3 separate regions of the Mus musculus genome follow, and all the other regions are linked to region 1. A link is a contact called in public Hi-C data. All regions are on one chromosome and are shown on one strand. Each heading gives the region's core, a stretch centred on a gene start, on an enhancer-like site or on the middle of the called end of the contact. The rest is flanking DNA. Distances are from core to core; before and after follow the strand shown. Region 1 holds the start of Tll1 (tolloid-like). Region 2 overlaps Tll1 (tolloid-like). Region 3 has its middle 82 kb from the start of Gm35472.

Region 1 (2,798 bases), core at 56-2,555:
TCTACCTCCTACCCTTTTCCTTCAAGTAGAAAACAGTATGTTGTCCAGATTATCTGCTTGCTTTTCTGCAGCAAGTATAGAGTAGTCGCATCTCCAAGCCAAAGGTGGTTTTTTCCTATCCTAAGAGAGACAGATAGGCAAAGACAGACAGACAGACAGACAGACAGACAGACAGACAGACAGAGGATTCCGATATTCATGGCTCCCTGGCTCCTTACTTTTGCCTAAATGGCTACTTGGAATAGAGATGGGTTCCTCTAATAAAGATACAAAGGCACCAGAAGACAGTCCCTGCTAAAGTGACAGTAAAAGATATTGTTAGAAAAGGAAAGCTCTCAGCTCTCTGGGCTCCCGGAAGCTTGGGGGTGGGGGAAGTCGTCTCACCTATTTTGGAAACTACTTACAGATGTGGGGAAACCTCGGAATTGCTCACACCAGGGGCTTTTTTGCAGAGATTTCCTCTGATTTTTTTTTCCCTTCCCCAATTTCCCACAACCTGTGTTTGTCTTGAGTCTGCTAGGCTGAGGAGTGGTTTACCTCTCTGATCCAGCTGCCGGCTCTTACACCCTGTCCTAGGGAGGAAATCAAACAAGTGAAGCCGAAGGGTACTAGGAGGCGCTGGGCATGGGCGCCAGAACTGTCAGAAAATTTGCGAGGCGAGTATTCCAACTTCCCTTCCTGCGCCCACGTGAGCCCTAGCTCCAGCCCATCAGCGAGGGCTTAGCGTTTCCTGCTGGTGCGATCTGGAACTCGATTTTTTTTAAAAAAAATTAATTTCTCTAGTTCTTAGTAAAACTTTGTTGGTTAGGAGACTGCCTTTGCACAGATGCCTGTTTTCTTACCCAAACAGAGAAAGGTCAGATACTTTTCCTTCCACTCTTGAGGTAGGAAGGTTAAACAGCAGCAAGGGAAAGAAACACACATCGCCTATTTATCTGGGGGTGGGGTGGGGGCAAGATAGAGAGATTTGCAGCGAAGTTGTCACGATCCCTCGCGCCACCCCCGGTCTGGCGCTCTGCACTGACACGTACCTCATCTATTAATTGCTGTTCGTGGACGCAAATGCGGAATGCATTCGGTTTTTTATCTTTAGTAAAATAGAAATGGAAATGTCAGCGCGCTCGTGTCTGTTTGTTTGTATAAGGCTATCAAACGAAGTCAGAGAGGAGGCTGTGGCCCGGATCCTGACCCTGATTGTATGAATAAGTAAGCAGGATGCGAGTGATTGGGTTAGATGCTGCGAAGATTTTTTTTTTTTTCAAGTTAGGAAGAGGGTAAAAAGACAGCCTAGAGGGGGGGAAAGAGGCACTCCAAATCCTCACACCCCTTTGCTCTCCGGGCAGTCGGGAGCTTCCCTAGCTTCGGCAGGCTTTTAAGGTCTGGCGGCGTAGAAATGCCTATCCCCCACCCCCTTCCTCGGTCTCCCCTTTCAGTTCAGATGTGCTGATGTGCAGACCGGATTCATCTTCCCCGAGCAGCGGCGGTGGCAGCGGCGGGCGCAGGCGGCTGCAGCTCGCTCTCGGCCGCGGGGTCCTGACAGCGGCGGGGGCGCGGCGCGGGAGCCGGAGCTCCGGTGGCAGCTGAGCCCGCCGTGCGCCTCTCGCCGCGGCCGGTCGTGATCGCGGGAAGTTCGACCGCTGGAAGGACGACCTAGACCGAGCCGGGTTGGCTGCGGCTGCCCTGCGCCGAGCTCCTCACCTGCCTTCCGCCCACCCGCGGGCCCCCGGCCAAGTTCCCCAGCATCCGGGGGAGACAGGGAGACATTTGCCCTCTCTAGCGTCCTGAAGACATCCGCATGTCTCCGGACACCTGAACATTCAGGTCTTTCCGAGGAGCTTCCCAGTCGGGATAAGAACACTGTCCCTAGAGCCCCGCATATCCACGCGGCCCTCCGGGTCTGGTCCCCTCCTTTTCCTCTAGGGGAGGAGGATGGGTTTGCAAGCGCTCTCCCCGAGGATGCTCCTGTGGTTGGTGGTCTCGGGTATTGTTTTCTCCCGGGTGCTGTGGGTCTGCGCTGGCCTCGATTATGATTACACTTTTGATGGGAACGAAGAGGACAAAACGGAGCCTATAGATTACAAGGACCCGTGCAAAGCTGGTAAGTGCCTGTCTAAGTTGGGACTGTGGTGCGCTGCTGGGGACCAAGACGTTGGAATCTCCTTCAAGAGGCAATGAGAGCTCACCTGTTTCCTTCTCTCCTGCTCAGCCCCTCCATCGTTGCCCCTCCTCTCTCCCTCTCCTTTTTCCTCCCGGCTCTCCACCCTGCGCGGCGGCCCAAGTTCCCTGGAGTTCTGTGCTAGTAGGATCAGATGCCAAGCACTGGTCCCCCATCGCTTAAGGCAAACGTCCCGTCCTGTAGTTTCTGATCCCTCCCCCATCCCCTGTGAAATTAAACAAGTCATAAACACAGCTGGCTTCTGTGGGTTTTAAATGCCAGCACGCAGCGGGTTCAATGCACCAGGAAGGGACAAGACCTCCGCTGTTCCAGGACGAGGTTTCCCAGAGTTTGTTCATATCCGAGTAGGCAGAGTTTTCCAAAAGGTGGGTGGAGATGGCATCTCTGCCTCTGGACACTCCTTGTTTTACCAAGAGTTTAAGTGTGAGTTCCAGACCAGAAGGGTGTTGTGACAACCTTAAAAGAACTCAGTTGTAGATAAGATCCCAGTTATTTTTCTCCCATTTAAAACTAAATCTAATAATATTTATACCAAGTTGCTACCCCATTCAAATTTGTGTCTTCCTGGAAGTACTCTCCGGAGCTGCAGAGGCACTGACACTCCCTGAAGCCCGCGGGCTCA
Region 2 (2,700 bases), core at 134-2,633, 99 kb after region 1:
TCAATGAATAGCTGTAATAGTAGCAATTACTATAAGAACAATAGTAGTAACAATAGTAGTACTTACTATAAGAAAACTATCAATAAAATGTGATATATTTTAGTGAAAATTCTTTGATTTTTTATGAGATATTTATGTCATTAAATTTGTTAACTTTAGTCTAATGTTCTTTATCTCTATTGTATTATTAGCCTCTTCAGCAACATTTTTCTAATACTTTTTAATGTTTTATTTTCAATAAACCTACCAATTTAATTTATTTAACTTTTTTTTTTTTTAGGTTTTGCTTCAGTATTTGGATTTAGTCTGTTTGAAATAAGATACCCATGAGATTATCATATATTTATTTCATGTGTACACCATTTTATGACACATTCATACTAGTTGGGAGGGACTATAACATTGAACAGAAGGTGTTTTCTTTCTGCAAGAGAATTTCATTTAAAAGATGTTGCTAGCCAAGATTATTGTATGCAAACAATAGAGACAAGTTAATTTAATAAAAAGTAATTTATTGGGAGGTTTTAAAATAAATTCTTAACCTCATGCAAAGGAAAAACTAGAGAGCCAGGTTGAGGAGCAAAGATCAGAAAGAGCCCCTTGTCCCTTGCTGTACCTGTTTTGCCACTGGCATCTCATCTCATTTCTGACTTATAGGACCTAATTTCTCATGTAGGGTTTATGGAGGCTGTGACATCTGTGAGGCTCTATTCTGTGAGCTAGAGCTGGGGTAGTGAGCAGGTTGGGGTCCTGTCTCCTAAAACGCTTACATTCTATAAAATACAGACAAGAATCAGAAAAATAACACAACACTTTCTTAGAGAAAATGAAACTAAGCTGAGAAGATTAAAGGTCAAATTTGTGGGGAGACTTGAAAGGGGGATGGAAGAGAGCCACGTGAATATTTCAGAGGTTGGACTTTCTGCTGTGATAGACAAAAAGATAGTGAGGCATGAGTTTACTTCATGTTCAAGGTAAAAGAGGGGGCAGTGATAACATGGCAATGACAACATGGCTAATGGTGAGGGATTAGCTATATGTCCTAATATTTGTGGATAATGGTGAGAGATGAGCTATATGTGCTAATATTTATGGATAGTAGTGAGAAATGAGGTATAACTGCTAATATTTGTGGATAGTAGTGAGAGATGAGCTATATGTGCTAATATTTATAGATAGTAATGAAGATAATTTAAGATTTCAGACAGCCAGATTTTGTCAGCTCCATGAATCTATGCCATTAAATCTAACATGCCTCTATACCTTAGAGCAACAAATGCTTTTTACTAACATATGACTATCTAAGTCCTATGTGCAGTATCATGAAGATGCCTCATTCTGGACACAGCTCTTCTTACAGCAGACCAAATGGCGACCACATGGTCAGCCATGTGTTGAGTCTTCAATGTTTTCCCTAGAGATGACAGTTTGGCTTCTGTGCTATTGTCCAGAGCAAGCTGTTTAACCAAACCCAGCATTAGTGAAACAGACACTCGTAATCATCAGCCAGAGATGGGAAATGAGTAGTTTTGAGCATTGACACAATTTACCACAGAGTTGCTGAATAATGGCACACACTGTGATAGTGAGGTAAGAAAGAAATGGAGAAAAATTTAGTGAACCATCCAGCACTCCACACGTCAAATGATAGGCCCTTAGAAAAGGGTACTCACATTGCAGTCCATGAGAAGGATTCTGGGCATAGCTTAAAGGTATAGCCAGCAGGACTGACTGCTGGGGGAAAAGGGAGGCTTCAGGATTACTGGTTGTACTTGAACTGAGAAAGCTGAAGGAAAATGATTTTCCCCAAGATGAGCTAATCAGTGTATAGGGAGGTGGTTTATTTATTTGTTATCTTTACTGAGAGTGAAACTTGGGGGATATACACTGAAATACTCCTCATGGATGTAGAAAAGCTAAGGAAGTTGGCTAGATATTTAAGTAAGCTCTTCAATATGTAGTGTCTGTCTTGAATACATTGCCCTGGATGCTTGTGCTAGCAGTGAATAGAAGAGGGAGAGCCCCTTGCCCTCATGTAGCTTATAGTGTAATGGGACACTTGAACTTCTATGTCCTGAGACATTTTAAAAATAGAAAATAGCTAAAGAATTTAGTAAATAAGTTCAAGACTCTTTGCCACTTTCTCTTCTATTAGATTCAGTGTATCTGGTTTTATGTTGAGGTCCTTGATCCACTTGGACTTGAACTTAGTGCAAGGTGACAAATATGGCTCTATTTTAATTCTTCTACATACAGACAGCCAGTTAGACCAGCACCATTTATTGAAGATGCTTTCTTTTCCCCATTGTATATTTTTGGCATCTTTGTCAAAGATCAAGATATTTTATATTATTTGTGGCGATTGTGAAGGGAATTATTTCCCTAATTTCTTTCTCAGCCTGTTTATCCTTTGTATAAAGGAAGGATACTGATTTATTTGAATTAATTTTATAACCAGCCAACTTGTTGAAGTTGTTCATCAACTGGAGAAATTTTCTGGTAGAATTTTTGGGGTCGCTTATGTATACTATCATATCATCTGCCAATATTGATACCATTATTTTTTCTTTACCAATTTGTATCCCCTTTAACTCTTTTTGTTGTCTTATTGTTCTAGCTAACACTTCGAGTACTGTATTGAATAGATATAGGGAGACAGCGTGGAGTGGGAGGAGGTGTGGGATGTGGAGCAGTCGGAGG
Region 3 (2,962 bases), core at 361-2,860, 110 kb before region 1:
CTCCCACCATCAGAAGAAATGACTTTAAAACTTAGCTTGGGTGACTTATTCCAATGAATAAATTCTGCCAGGAAATTATTTCTCACCCAACCTGAATATTTCATAACATGCTTAAATGTTTTCCTTTAGCTCTGCCCTCACTGAAAATGCCCGACAAGTGGCTCTTTTCATTGGAAAGCCATTTTTAAATTACTCTGGCCATGTTCTTTAACCAAAGTGCTTTTAGCAGAAGTAAATTGTAAACTATTTCTAAGGTAGTCTCAATGCAGCCCACTTAAGGAATCCATTTAACCTCTAATTAAAAATATGGTGTAAATTCAGGATTCTTAATTTACTATGTTGTAGTTTGAGATATTCAATACTGTTTTCATTTAAATATAGATCATCGTAAAATATATGCACTTATTTTGATGAAAAATGCTTCTTTAAAAAGCAGAATTTCCATCAAATTCACAGTAATAGCTGTCAAAGCAAACAAATAATGGCCTAACTTTTTTCTTTCTGTTAATTTTTCTTTTTAGCTTCCTGGCTTTTGTGGCTTCTATTACTCTCTGATTATCAATGTTTAGCATAAATAAAAGATTAACTTCAGTCTTCATGGTCCCTCTCCATTCACCATTAAACTCCTTGACCCTCTCAAATCCAGTAGGGTCAGCGTTTTCTTTGGCCAGCTTGGGTCTTTGGCTTGGTACGGTGGGGCTCACGCCATGGAATCCTGTCAGCATAAGGGATATCCTTTGGAAAACAAGGAAAAACTCGGTGTCTTTTTTTTTTTTTTTTTTTTTTGAGTGTGTGTGTATGTGCAGACCAAAGTAGAGAATCTAGTTTTCCAATTTGTTAATGTGAAAGGCTCTAAAGAAGTTCTTAAGGACAAAGAAAAGGCTAATTAACTATTGTGTTGTAATTGCCATCAAGATTTACTAGGGCCCTTTCGTGCCAGGTAGCACATGGCCTGCACAAAAGACAATTTCTGCTGACAAACTTGCTGCCAGCCTGTGTGTCAGATCTCAAATGTTTGACTCTTTGTGCCAAAGACTTCTGATTAATTAGGAAAATTCACCGAGCATTTTATGAAAATAACTTTACAAGTCATTTAGGTACAACGTAGTGTTTTCCTGTCGAGTTTCCAGTAAACAAAAGGATATTGGTTGATTGTATGAGGGGCTTGATTATAACCTTTTGGCTCCAGATAATGAGCTGTGTCTTAATTCCAATTAATGGCTTGGAATTCCAGAGCCGTTGAGTTCGTTAGGGAAAGAAAAGGAAGTAAACACAGGAAAAACAGGGAAATTCTCCCATTGAACCCCAACGGCTTCCTCTTCCCAGCATTAATTTGTAGGCAGATTAAAGCCACAGATATTTGTCAGGGCACACAGACACACTGAGTGATTTTTAGCTGCTCCGAAGCGGGTTTTGTGTGAGCACAGCTGAAGAGATGAGGAGAGTTAAGTGTTGAGACTCTCCAGCCTGAACAGGAGTACAGTTTCTAAGAAGCTGCTACAGAGGGATGTTTTCAGTTACCGTTTTAGCTGGACATAATGGCTTCCCCACAGGAAAGCTCATGGATCCATAAAGTTGGTCCACTGCTCCTCTGTAGGAAAGGAGCTGTTTATTGCTGCAGCCTGTGCCACCTGCTCGGCACTCAAGTGTACATTTGTTCTCCTGGGAACAATAGGGTGGGGTAGTTACTCGAAACAGGGCTAGGAGCCAACAGTATTCCACTTCCAAATTCTGGCTGACTCCTCCAGTGACCTCTGTCTAGTCCCCTCAATAAAGTTAACCACTGCTTATTTAAAAGTGAAGCCCAGATATACAAGGCCTTGGGAAATAGCCATTCTTCTTTGGAATTTCTTTGGCATAGAACACACTAAAAATGATTCTTGTCATCAACAAATATTTATTGGGCATCTTCCATTAGCAAGCAACAAATGAGGCAAAGGCACATATTGCATCTGAATTTAAAACAGAAGTCATTTTTTAAGAAAAATAATTTATGTGAATTTCATGTACTATCTATAAAGATCTCTGAGTAGAATTAACCCTATAGAAGTTGATTACCCTGTATTTTTATATATTTACAGTATTAATTTTAAAGTTATACATTTTCAGAAGAGGGTATGTGTTTTCCTCCTAAACAATGCCAATGCCAATATGCCAAATAAATTCTTCCTTGTTGTTATTTGTACAACTGGAATAAGGAGTAGTATAATGACAATATATTCTCTGTGCCCTCTACAGTGGGTAACATCTCCTGGCCATGATGACACTTCATAAACAGCACAGGAGGCAGAGCATCCCTGCCAGAAGAATCTGCTGGCAGATGCCCAGCTTGAAGATTTTAGTATTATCTTTGACTTCTAAGGTTTGCAGAAAGAAAAAAAAATGTTCCAGAAATTAAAGATGTCAAAAGGATGGATATTCAGAAATGGAAGTTGAGAAAAAAATAAAAGAAATGTTTCTTGTGCTTTACAAACACAATTCCTTGTTCACTGACATCTCTAATATTTTAACAATGTAAGAGCTAATGAAGCAAACCTCCTGGCATCTTAAAACTCATGCTACCCAGATTAGTGTTACTACAAAGGCAGAAGCAGCCACAGCAAAAACAGATCTACACTCTCAACTTAGCTCTACTTTTAAAAATTTGTGAGCATAAGAAGCTGAGTTGATACTGTCCTCAGCTCCTACTGGGGAGCCCTAGACAGTATGCCTTGGCTATCTTCCATTCTCCTTGCTGTTCTGGGTAGATTTTTCAAATTCTCACTGAAGCCATTAGCTAGAGTCAAAGAGGGAAGAGAACATTAGATGTGGAAACCTCAAATAGAAGAGAATACACTTGGGATATTTTTTGTGTAGAGCCTGATTTTTCTTCGACTCAGGTCTTCATTCTATCACTGGCTGGTTTACCAAAAGTATTTAACACAATTATATTTAAAAGGACAATGTAAGTCAGTACAAGCAA

Evidence for each region. A called contact is a pair of places that touch in the nucleus more often than the background predicts.
Region 2: a Hi-C map of cerebellar granule neurons shows a contact between it and region 1, with 1.7 times the contacts expected there. The contact joins the enhancer-like site here to the promoter of Tll1 in region 1. A contact is called at or near these places in 1 of 39 promoter capture datasets (pre-B cells), 3 of 484 Hi-C or Micro-C datasets (brain and cerebellar granule neurons), 1 of 115 datasets of contacts at active chromatin or transcription factors (embryonic stem cells) and 3 of 9 other capture datasets (embryonic stem cells, liver and pancreatic islet).
Region 3: a contact with region 1 is called in a Hi-C map of cerebellar granule neurons, with 1.8 times the contacts expected there. The contact joins the enhancer-like site here to the promoter of Tll1 in region 1. A contact is called at or near these places in 2 of 39 promoter capture datasets (the 3T3-L1 cell line and liver), 3 of 484 Hi-C or Micro-C datasets (brain, cerebellar granule neurons and uterus), 2 of 115 datasets of contacts at active chromatin or transcription factors (embryonic stem cells and heart atrium) and 2 of 9 other capture datasets (adipose tissue and embryonic stem cells).

The regions. Positions count from the first base shown.
Region 1 is chr8:64,204,515-64,207,312 of GRCm38.p6, reverse strand. It overlaps Tll1 (tolloid-like), which reads left to right and starts at 1,305. Exons shown (of 21, transcript NM_009390.3): 1 at 1,305-2,098. The coding sequence starts at 1,930.
Region 2 is chr8:64,106,079-64,108,778 of GRCm38.p6, reverse strand. The region is part of intron 5 of Tll1 (tolloid-like); the gene reads left to right. Among named protein-coding and RNA genes, the nearest start is that of Tll1, 99 kb to the left of the region's middle. Within about 2 kb of position 1,383, at least 3 of the 459 cell types and tissues checked have an H3K27ac peak or open chromatin away from gene starts, as enhancers often do. A contact at or near this core is called in cerebellar granule neurons, where this site is marked.
Region 3 is chr8:64,317,334-64,320,295 of GRCm38.p6, reverse strand. No RefSeq gene overlaps it. Among named protein-coding and RNA genes, the nearest start is that of Gm35472, 82 kb to the right of the region's middle. Within about 2 kb of position 1,610, at least 15 of the 459 cell types and tissues checked have an H3K27ac peak or open chromatin away from gene starts, as enhancers often do. A contact at or near this core is called in adipose tissue and cerebellar granule neurons, where this site is marked.